2 separate regions of the Gossypium hirsutum genome follow, and region 1 is linked to region 2. Evidence: chromatin contacts called from public Hi-C data. All regions are on one chromosome and are shown on one strand. The core of a region is the stretch at or near the end of the contact, and the rest is flanking DNA. Distances in the headings are between cores, read along the strand shown. Region 1 holds the start of LOC121203041. Region 2 has its middle 18 kb from the start of LOC121210955.

The links. Hi-C and Micro-C count contacts between places; a contact is called where the count stands out from the background.
Region 1: a Hi-C map of fibers shows a contact between it and region 2, with 1.8 times the contacts expected there. The contact joins the promoter of LOC121203041 here to the enhancer-like site in region 2. A contact is called at or near these places in 7 of 34 Hi-C or Micro-C datasets (anther, fibers, hypocotyl and 2 more).

The regions. Positions count from the first base shown.
Region 1 is chrA12:89,254,095-89,260,265 of Gossypium_hirsutum_v2.1, reverse strand. LOC121203041 reads left to right here and starts at 3,408. Exons shown (of 4, transcript XR_005906270.1): 1 at 3,408-4,462; 2 at 4,573-4,650; 3 at 4,892-4,957; 4 at 5,703-6,171. It overlaps LOC121210956 (a long non-coding RNA gene), which reads right to left and starts at 1,704. Exons shown (of 2, transcript XR_005906271.1): 1 at 1,211-1,704; 2 at 450-977.
Region 2 is chrA12:89,194,822-89,200,938 of Gossypium_hirsutum_v2.1, reverse strand. No RefSeq gene overlaps it. Among protein-coding and RNA genes, the nearest start is that of LOC121210955, 18 kb to the left of the region's middle. Within about 2 kb of position 3,303, at least 2 of the 9 cell types and tissues checked have an H3K27ac peak or open chromatin away from gene starts, as enhancers often do. A contact at or near this core is called in fibers, where this site is marked.

The DNA of each region.
Region 1 (6,171 bases), core at 2,159-4,658, 59 kb before region 2:
CTCGATTGATTAAGACAATACCCAAGGAAAAATCCACCTAGACTTCACTTGTTATTTGACTCTGAATCGGACGATTTATTCATTCAACTTGTTCCGTAGAGATCCCTAAGTTGTATTATTATCTCTCTCAAGACTAATAACGTCTAACCCTAGATTGAATAATTGAAATCTCTTTCTAATTAACGCCCTAGGGTTGCATTAACTCGATTTATGGATCCCCTTATTAGGTTTCACCTTAATCTGGCAAAATCTTGTCACCCTATCTCTAGGCGCGCAACCAACTCTACTTAATTATGAAAAATTTACTCTTAGACAGGGTTTATTCCTTATCTGAATAAGAGCTTAACTTGAATCAATATCTTGGAATATCAAAACAAGAATTAAGAACACATATTAAGAATAACTCAAATATTTATCATATAATTCAGATAATAATAACAAGATCTGTCTTAGGTTTCATTCTCCTTAGGTATTTAGGGGTTTTAGTTCATACTAATGAAAGAACACATCTCAAAAGAATAAAAATAACAAAATATAAGAAAACCCAAAACTCCTGAGAGAATCTAAAGAGACATCTTCAGCCTTGATGGTGAATTCGACTTCTGAGATGGATCGATCGGCTTTCCTTGAGCAATTCTTTGCTTCCTCCTCTGCGTCCCCCAGTCTAAGTGCCTCATCAGGTATTTAAACTTTGGAATGCCTAAGAGCCCTCAAAATTGGCCTTTTCCGAATTGGACTAAACTTGGGCTCGGCAGGGACACGCTTGTGTGCGATTGCTTAAGGCCATGGTCAAGGCTGTTAAATGGGCACGGGCGTGTGATCTACCCGTGCAAATCGTGCTTTGACCTTGACAAAGGGACACGGCCGTGTGGTCTGCCCGTGTGAGGAAGTCCAGGCCGTGTTGATTTCGTACGTTGGCCTATTTTCTCTGTTTTTGACCCGTTTCTCGTTCCTTTCACTCTCCTACGTTCACCTAACTATAAAACATGAAATTAAGGCATTAGGAGCATCAAATTCACCAATTCTAAGGAAAAATCATCCATAAAATGTGCTAAGCATGTGATAGAAATATGTATAAATTACGGTTTATCAAGGACAGTTCAATTATTGGAGCATTCATCAGCGACATTAAAGAAATAATATGTCATTTTCAAGAGATTCAGATTCAATTTATCCCAAGGACTGAAAATATATGTGCTGAACTACTCACAAAAGAAGCGCTAAACAAAGGAATGAATTTTTAACTGGAAGGAGGGATTCCAGAAACCATCCGAAGAGAAATGGAGCACCTACGTCTGAGAGCTTTGATCCGAAAGGGAAGAAGGAGTGCCTTTAATGTTTGAAATGCTATTGAAGAAGAAAATGGGGTGTTACTTGAAATGGAAGAAGAAACAAAGCTTTAGTCTAAAAGAGGAGTGTCTGCAAAGATTGAAATGAAAGAAGAAAAGTGGATAACCTTTGAAATGAATGAAGAAACAATTAATTTTTTGATAAATGTAGCAGAAAAGTAAAAGATATGCTGCAGATCTACTATTTTACAGCTGTACCTGGTGATAGGAAATGATTTTTTTTTTTTGGAGGCCAGCTGTTCTGACGACTGGAGGTTTTGAATTAGGTTTCTAGATTTTGCTTTGTCTTTTCATTTCCTTTTTTAATTCTGCTGGGCCTTCTGCTGTAGGCCTGTTATTTATTTCATTGTTTTTACCTTAGCCCGATTAATTGAAGTGTACCCAATTCAGCAAATGGGTCTTCTTTGTTTTGAGTTTTTATTATAATAATAATCTAGTCGAATTTCAAAAAAAATATTTTATTAATTTTACATTTTTAAAAATTCTATAATTTTTATGAGAAAAATATAAGATTAAATCAAAAGTTGTGTCCCCATTTAATTGGTCATTCGATTGATTTTAATGATCAATGAGGTCAAAGAAGGAAACCGTTAATGTAGAGGCTTAAGGCACCAACTCACCCAAGTGCTTAAATATTAGTATAGATGATGTTATATATATATATATTTGAACCTAAAACACCATAAATTTTAAATTTTAAATGTTATCATTCCAACCATAGTTGCATTTAGTTTTTATATAAACTTATAATAAATATATTTTTTATATTTTTTTTACCCACAATGTGGGTGTACCATAATCTCGTTATAATAAAATCCCTTGTTGAGATTAATGTCTCAAGAAAATTACTTTAAAAAATATTTTTTTAAAAAAAAGAATAAATCTCATTCTAGTGGTGCTTTTATTTTATTTTGTTTTGTTTTTTTTACTATTTTTATATGAAATATTCAAATAAAAAACTAAAAATCACTAGTTAAAAAAATTCAAATGTCTTAAAATGGAACCAAAATTGATAAAAAAAAATTATATAAAAACTTTACCACTTCCTCTGTAATTAAATTATAAATAAATTTTTTATAAAATTAATTTTAATATAAAATTTTTCATTCACCTACGACACGATCCTAGTACATATAATGTTTAACTATTAAACCAATCACACAAATGCAACAAAAATTACACCACTTTCTTTCAATGATAAGAAACCACATAAACTCACATTGACATTGTTATTTCGTTTTACTATTTCATCAAATTTTCAAATCTTTAATTCTTGGTTTGTGATTATGAATTTAAATTTTATTTATTATGTAATATAATTGAGATTTAAAAAGTATAAAAATATAAATTTATCAAATTAAAAAATATTTTTTAAAATTTCAAATTTGCTATTAGATAATCATGAATTTGAGAAATAATTATAAATACAATATTTTTAAATATTGTACCATTCAAATTATTCTATTTTTAATTCTAAATCCAAATTTTGAAAGTTAACTTGCCAATAATAATAAAGTTAAAATATGTTGTTTTTAAAAATTTAGAATTTAATTTTTGTCCTTTTATTTTTAAAAATTTAATTCTTTTATTTTGCATATTTGAAAATTTAAGTGTAATTATTAACACTATTAAAATTTTTTTTTATTAAATTTAGATTCGTTAAAAAAAATTTTAGTTACATAATTACCGAATGAAATTTTTTTAAAACATTACAACAATAAATTTAATAAAAAATTAACCGCATTAATAATTAAGCTTAAATTTAGAATTTTAAAAAATTAAACTCATAAAAATATAAATATAAATATAAATATAAATAAAATAAAATTTAAATTCCGAAAAAGATTTTAACCTAATAATAAACGCATTGGGTAATAAGAAGAGATAAAAAGTAGAAAGTGAAAAACCAAACGAGTAGTTTCGCCAACTCGAAAACGAGGCTTTAACCCAAGGAATTCCCCAATACCGGTAAACTTTACACACCAAGGTGCATTTTAGCAGGATACCCTCAAAAGGAAATGAAATTACAAAATACCCCCAGAAATCACATAACCTGAACGTTAGAACCGGCCCTCTCCTTCCCTCACTCCCCAATATAAAATCTATATATCGCATGACGAAAACTCTCTCAACGCGTTCCCGTCGATTAGCATAGCAAAGAAGAAACCTACCCGCTACGACAAAAATTAACTCCTTCAAAGCCAGTTGAAAAAGATTAAGGAAATCCATCGGGAATTCTTGGTATTAAACATTGAGCTCGCTCTGTGATGCGATCAATGGTGTTTTCCGGTGAGAGAGGGATGGCGATGGGACCCGAGAGATCAAAACCTCTTCACAATTTCAACCTTCCTTGTTTGAAGTGGGGCAATCGGAGATATCTCAGGTGTATGAAACTTGACGATGCTTCCACCGCCACCGACTCTTCCACCGCCCCCCCTGCTGATCACAACCAGCATTGTCGTCGCCGTGTCCTTCAAAGACGCCGATCTCCCCCCTCTAAGTTTGACAGTTTGATGGTTGGTGGAATGCGGCGGCGCGAATCAGAGTCATCTCCCAGCAGCAAGAACACCGATTACGCTAGGGAGCAGCGGTTGAGGATATCTAAGGGGGAGGCGGCGGCGGGGATCGAGGCAGTTAGGGAGAAGATCATTAAGGATCTTAAAACGGCGGCGGATGAGATCAAAGATGCAATTTTTAGAGACGAAGTGTCCGACGACGATGAGGTGGATGACGACGAGGAGGAATTTGAAGAGCCTAAACATAAGCACAAAGTTAAAGATAAAGAGAGGGAGGAATCGCCTGCGGTAGAGGTGGAGGCGAGGCCGTGGAATCTGAGGACAAGGCGTGCCGCGTGTAAGGCTCCGGTTGACGGAGAAGTAACTAACAACAATTACAGTTCTCCGATGAGGAATGAGGTGTTTCAGTCATCCAGAGTAAGAGACAAGGGACCACCGGCGGCATCGGCGGTGGCCTCCGACAAGAAAAAGCCACGACCGAAATTTTCGGTGCCGCTATCGAAGAAAGAGATCGAGGAGGATTTCATGGCGATGGCCGGGCACCGCCCTCCGAGAAGACCAAAGAAACGCGCACGCAATGTTCAGAAGCAATTGGATGTAAGTTTCGTTTTATTTTTTTTTTATTTTTTACATTTTTTCCGATTGTTTTTGGTGTTTTTCATTATTTATTTATTTGTTTATTGGTTGGTTATTGGTTTTGGTTACAGTACTTGTTTCCCGGATTGTGGCTGACGGAGGTAACGGCGGATGCCTACAAGGTTCCGGAGTTGGCTGAAAACGGCAAGGTAAAATCTCTTATATATATATATATCCTAATTTTAATCCGTCTTTTTTAAATTTTAACAAAAAAGAAGCCAACTACCAAGAAAATACGAATTCAAAAAAAAAAGTTCCACCTTTCTTCTCCTCTCTGTTTCTGATCATCTTCCGGGAACCAAACAAATAAAGAAAGGAAAGGGTCTAATGTAAGATCTCCGCATTGTGATTGAATCGAGATTTGACATGTTGCTATTTGACTTTCTGCAGAGGTAGTAAAGGGGGTGTTTCAACTTGCAACAAGCTCGATTGGAGGCTTCTGTTTACCGACTGATGGTAATTTTGTGACCGTAATTAGTCGTCTCGTATACAGTGGTACCAGACCTTTGTGAATTTAGGAATTTCACAAAAACAAAGTTGAATTTGCCTTTTTAACTTTCTGGTGTCGGTTCAATTGCTTTAAAGAAAATGCTAATTTTTGTTTTAATATGCTCTTCATTCATTTTATTTCTTTATCTCAAGCTGAATAATCTTGTACAAAGTAAGGTGACAAGTACATCTGTGTTTTCTTTTTAATAGAAGAGAATGGTTCTTCTGATTACAATTGTTGAATGGTCTTTTTGATTCTGTTGAGTGCACCAAGTAAAATCCTGCTACTTACAGTTATTAAACCAAAACATTTAACAACTGCATTTGTGTTGGTACGAATGAGGAACAAATGATAGTATATCTGCAGATGCTGTAGCTTTATCTGAATTGAACTTGCATTCTTGATAATTGCATCATAGCTAATTCTTTTGGTTATGCTTGTTTGGATTTCTAAAGCTAATTGAACTCGAGAGTGTGCATAACTTGGATTCTTATGCACCTAATTCAAAAACTGCTATTTAAAACAGGTTTTCAACTTGCAGACTATTTGGTTAAGCGTTATTTTGGATTTGCTAAAGCTAAATGGAAAACATTGAACTGTGTTGTTTGGCCATTCATTGGGCATTGGTAGAGCTATCACTGACTTCCAGCATTGAGAAAAGCTACTTTTAATCCTTGGGTTGTTCATCCTTGGTAATTGCATTTGTGTTAGGTAATGAAATAACATACGAGTGCATTCATTGGTGTCTCTCACAATAATGCCTGTTAAGACACAAGGAGCTTTTTGAAACCCTCGCTCCCACCCACCTAAACAATGTATTGTTGTTGGATTAAAAGCAGTAGTGGAACAGAGAAGATCACTAGATATAAGATTTTGGCACGGGGTTGCTGAGGCAGAGATGGAAGGAAGCCCGCAGTCTCTCTGATTCAACAAAACCAGCCAAATTTGACCACGGAAACGTGTCTGTAGGAGGCCCCAACTCCCTTCGCATTTGCAAAGCTTGTATCTTTATTTCCGGATGAGGAGGATTTTGTATAGTCGCAGGCCTTGATCGCTTATGTCTATGGAATGTCCGCGAGGAATAAGGTCCTCTTGGCTCTTTTTTTGGGTCCTTTATCATCTTAAAAATCACGTCAAATTGGATGACTTTTTGTTTTTTTTATCTTTTATTTTTTTATAA
Region 2 (6,117 bases), core at 2,054-4,553:
CTTAGTATAGAGAGATTCAAAAAGAAATTATCGGGATGGAAATGTCGTATGCTATCATGGGCTGCAAAGATAGTGTTAATCAATGCTGTGTTGTCATCTTTACTGATTTATTTCATGTCATTATTTCAAGCTCCAACGACGATAATTAAAAAGATCGACAAGATAAGGAAGAATTTTCTTTGGGGGAGTATAGATGGTAAAAAGAAGATGGATAAGATTAATTTGAATAAGGTATTCAAGCCAAAGGAGAAGGGAGGAGTGGGAGTAGTGAATATTGGAATACAAAATAGAGCATTATTGGCTAAATGGTGCTGGAGATTTGCGATTGAAAAAAATACGTTGTGGCGAAAAGTTATCCTAGTGAAATATGGTTCGAGCTTACAATGATGGCGATTTAGGATAATTTGTTCAAAAGATATGTCAATTGTTTGGAGAGGTATTATAGAGAATTCTAATGATGCCTATGTGTCTAAAAGGGTGGGGAATGAAGCTTTTTGTTGGCGGATTGGAAATGGAAGGACGAAAATGTTTTAGGTAGACATATGGTGCAATAATTGTCCACTAAAATTGGAATTTCCAAGGCTATTTCGCTTAGCAAGACAAAAGGGAGGTACTGTATAGATTACTCGAGAAATAATAGATTTAGCAAAGTAAAATGGAACGAACTCTTTACAAGAACATTATTAGAAAGAAACGAAGAGATGCTTTGTAAATTGGAGGATAGAGTGAGTAGCACGGAGTTAGTTCCTGGGTGGAGGATTGGCTTTGTTGGGTACACGATAGTAATGGGGATTTTACAGTAAAGAAGTGTTCTGAATTATTGATAATAGAATGTGAGGATGATATAAATTTTGCTTTTGACAAAATATGGAAATTAAAGGTACCACCGAGAGTACGAAGCTTTCTTTGGATGCTCGTCATTGATAGAATTCCTACAAAGGAATTTCTTGTCAAAAGAGGGGTGAAACTTCAAAACATCTTGATCGGTTGCCTATGGTGAGAAAGGGTGGTTCTTCAAATGTAAATTTATTGAAGGATTTTGGTATAAAATTTTCAATTGGTGGGAGGCTTAATGGGAACCGGTAGAAGGACTTGGTGAATTCTACATATTGTGTTATAATATGAAATTGGCTGGTATCCAAAAAAACTTATGGTTGATATCAATTTCGGTAGCCTACTAGACAGTATGGTTGGTAAGAAATGGACTTGTCTTTGAAAGAAAGATGATGACCATGGAAACTTTGATTTTTCAATCAAAGTTGAGGGCATTGTTATGGATAAGGTCTATCTATGATGATTTATTGATGCAAGAGAGCTCTTGGTGGATTTGTTTGAATAGGTGCAGGATAGACACAATTAAATTTAGATCATCCTCATCGATATGGCGCCCTCCTCCGGAAGTATGTTTAAAGTTCAATGTATGTGGGATAACAAATGAAAATAGTGTAGGTTGTGGAGGTGTTTTGAGAGATATGGAGGGTGTTGCAAGAGCTCTATTTTCAGGTCCTATTGCAACAAATGATGTTGATTCGGCAGAGGCAGGAGTGGTGCTGTTAGCATTGGAAGTATGTATATCTTTAGAATGTAAGATAAATGACTTATTGTTTGTAGAAATTGGTTCTAATGTGATGTTCAATTGGTGTGCAAACAAGTTGATGAGACCATGGTCACTATAATCAACATTTGTAGATATTGAGAGGAAAATTAAGAAAGTAGGTAGTGTTGTATTTTCGATGGAAGATAAGAAAGGAAATTAAATGGCCTCAACCTTGGCGATAGCAGGTACAAATCGTGGAGACATGTTTAAAGCTTGGTGGTGAGTATTAGACTTGATATCAAACGTCAGTTTTTAATTGTAGAAAATGTTATATTATGGGATGCTGTAAATTTGAACTTTTAAATGTTGTTCTTATTGTATTTACAATAGATCAATTCGAATAAAGCAAAAAAAAAAATATTCCCTATATGAAATAACAATCACCTTTGAAGATATAACCCTAATCATGAGTTTTCCAAGAGAAAGAGTTGTTGCAAATGATGTGGCTTAATTTGATTTAGATCCATAAATGAATAGGCTAATTGAGCATTATCCAATCGATGATGAGGATGATATCAATAGAGAGTAAAGTTTATTTAGTTGAATACATTGGTGAAGCATTTGCTAGTAGATGATGTGACCAATAAAGGGTTAAAGCAGTATATTAGAGTGTACATACTGTACATCATCGGTGAAATGCTTATGTGTAAGTCTGAGATTTGGGAGTCAGTAATAGTTAATGTATTTGCCTTTATTTGAAGACCTCAAATATGTTTCCACGTACAATTGGAGGTTTGCGCTACTGACATTATTGTACCAAACACTTTTCAGAGTGACCAGCCAGTTAAAAATAATTAAACAATTGCTACACCCTAATATGGATATGATCATTTATAGCATCCATCCTTCCCATCCACTCTTGTTCACTAGCAAAAAGGTAAAAATATATTTTATATTAAACATTTGCAACGTATTCGAGGTTATAACTTTAATGTGCTTTATAAGTAATTAATATAATTGTTAAAAACATAAAATAAGCTATGGTTTATAACATAGTTATAATTTTAGTTAATTTTTATTTTAAATTCTAAACCATAACCATGAAAGAAAATCTCCAAAGATTTATTAATTTGTATAAAAGAGATTTTAAAGACTTATATTAAAAATAATTTAAGAATAAATTAAACCTTCAATCGAAAATAATATCCATTTAAACTCTTAATCAAAATTAAATATTTAATTAAGCCCTTAAGTCGACACGTTCTGTGAAAGCCCTTAAATGCCTTTAACTTTGTCACGTGGTACATTAAAGTTTTGCCACATGGCAAAATTTAATAAATTCTCTTAAATTAAAAAAAAAGTTAAAAATCATAAAAAAATTTAAAATTCAATCTTTGCAAAAAAAATTTAAAAGATAATTTTAAAAAAATTATTAAAAAAACTGAAAAAATATTAAATATAAAAAATAATAGAAAATCATTTAAAAATAAAAATAGAAATTTTAAAATTATAAAAAATATAAAAAATTAGAATTTTTATACACCCAAGTCACCTGTTGTGGCCTCCGCCATATACACCCAAGCTACCTTACTATCCACTACCGCTGGTCAAATCACCACCAACATTGCCTCCAAAGTCACCAGTATACCCCAATCCACCAATAGTGAACCCACTAACACCATCGGTTTTACTACCTCCATCACTTCCAATTGTGAACCCACCAACACCATCGATTCTACCACCACCATCACCACCTATTGTGAACCTACCAACGCCTCCTATCGTGAAGCCACCTCCCACCACCAACGGCGCGAAAGCACATGTTGTCCTGTCCTACAAGGGCTATTGAATTTAGACACTGCAATTTGCCTTTGTACTACGATCAAAGCCAAGCTTTTGAATATCAATATTATAATCCCATAGACCTTCAGGTCCTCATTCACTGTGGTAAAACTCCACCTTTAGGGTTTCAATGTCCAACACAATGATGAAAAAAAAAACCATGTTTTTTTCGATGACAAATAAAAAATATTTTCATTTCGTGTTATATGTTTTTTTTAATAATCAATGGTGTGTTGCTGGTTGATGATTATCATAAACACGTGTCTTTGGTTAGATCTTTTAATAACAAAAATTTTAATTTTTAAAAATTCTATTTTTTATTGTTAAATGATTTTATATTATGGTTAATATTTTGTTTTAAAAAAACTAAAAAATTTTAAATTTTTTTTATATTTTTTTAAAAAAAAGAGAAATTACTAAATTTTGCTATGTGGACAACCATTACGTGTCATATGGTAAAGTAAACGATGTTAAGGGGCTTTCATAGAAAATGTCGATTCAAGGGCTTAAGTTCGATTAAAGGTTCAATTAGATATTGTTTTAGATTGAGGGCTTAAATGATTATTGAATTATTTTTAATGAATTTTTTATATTATAATCCAAATTTAAAAGGTAAGTTAAAATTATTGAATTGAACATGGAGTAATTTCAAATATTATTTGGAAATTAAAATAAAAAAGAGAAAAGGTCAGATAATTTTAATTGCGGATAAAAAAATTGTAAGTGGGAATGAAGTTGCATGGGTTTTTGGTATTCAAATAATGTTTGATAGCTGAAGGTGGTTATGTTAGAATTTTGGGCCATATAAATTGTTAGTTATTGGACTGCTGAGTTTAGTGGTTCGGTTTAATTTGTATTTGCGAATACACATGTTCACCCTAACTCAGCCATCCTCAACATCATTTTTTGTAATTTTCAAACGTTGAGTCATTCTACTTTTTTACTTAAAATATTTCAGTTTTTTCATCTAATTTTTATCATAAGTTATAAAAAAGTAATATAACTTTTTTGTCCTTACTATTTATAGTTTTTAATCAATTTGGTCCTTACCCTAAATTTTTTTAAAAATTAATATTTTTTCATATTAAAAAAAACATAAAATTATAAGAAATATAATTTTTTAAAATCTAAAACTATGAAAAAAAAAACAGAAACTATTTAAAATTCAAAAAATAGAAAATAAAAAATCATTTTAAACATATATAAAAATTTTGAAATTCAATGTTGCCTGAACCAAACTAAATCGGCCAATCGAATCGGTTGGATCAAAAATTGATTGGGGTATCGATTCGGTGAGAGGTAAAAGTTATTTTGAAATTCAATTAGTCCATATCAGCTCACGGGTCAACTGATCTTTTTTACTTCTCATTGGATCAAAATCCTAGCTGATTTTCTGTCCAATCGGTCTGGTTAGCTGATTCAGTCCAATTAAGACAACATTGAATTTCGAAATTTTTTATATATATTTAAAATGATAACTTTCATTTTCTATTTTTTGCATTTTAAATAGCGTATATCTTTTTTTCATAATTTTAGATTTTTTAAAAATATATATTTTTAATTTTTTATGTTTTTTATTTATAATATGGAAAAAAAACCAGTTACTTTTAAAAGGTAATGATCAAATTGATAAAAAACTGCAAAAATTGAAGACTATTTTTTTTATCTTTTTATAACAACCACTAACAACAAAATTAGACGGAGGGATCAAGACTTTTAAATAAAAAGTACAATGGTTTATGTCCAAAATTAAAGTATATGGATTAAATTCTAAATTTTAAAAGAATATACAAACCTTTAATATATTTAAACCTAATTTTTTCTATACCTGGATTCAACCCTATGTATATTTAAACTAACCTTTTTTTCAATAAAGATCGATGAGGTACAAAGTATTTTTATTGAAAAATTTAAGTTAAGATGCTCCCCTAAGTATATGCTTAAGTATAACTTGACCATACACCTTTATATGCTCCTACGAACAAAAAAAAATACAATATGAATATGTCAAAAAGTCTTATACAAGTATATATCTAAAACCTATACAAAGCATTCTAACATGTGTATAATTCTAAAATATGTGGCTAATATACAAACTTGCACTGCTCACTCTACTATGGAGGCTGAGTATGTGGCTGCTTCCGAGGCAACAAAAGAAGCAATATGGCTTAAAAAATTCTTAACCGAACTTGAAATTCTTCCTAGTATGGAAAAAGCTATACATTTCGTACAAGGCATATTAGGCACATGTCACATATTACAAGCATGCTTGCATACAAATGCACTTATATACAACCTAAGTGAACCTAGATCTATCTAATGACAACAAATATACTCTAAAACTTACACTACTTGGATAAGAAAAAAACTTAACTTTAAATATTTAGAACAACTTTCAAATAATGAAACAAACTTGTTCAATTGATCAAATGGTTTAAATTAACAAGGAAAACTAAAAAACAAAAATTGAAAGCATATTTCCTTGAATTTGGATTCAAAATGGACAATTATGCTAAAAGCTCTTTAAACCATTTAGTGAAGCCTTACAACCTATTTAAAACGTGGCTAAATAGTTTCTATGTTCATAAATCATTAAAATAAAATTTTGATCATTTAAGCTTCAAAAGTCCTACAAATTTGCATTCAAAACATAAGAACTCAAATTATTGCAAGGTTGCTATATCTCTTTGTCCAAGCAAATTTAAAAGTAAATTCTTAAAATGTTAAAATCATTTTCT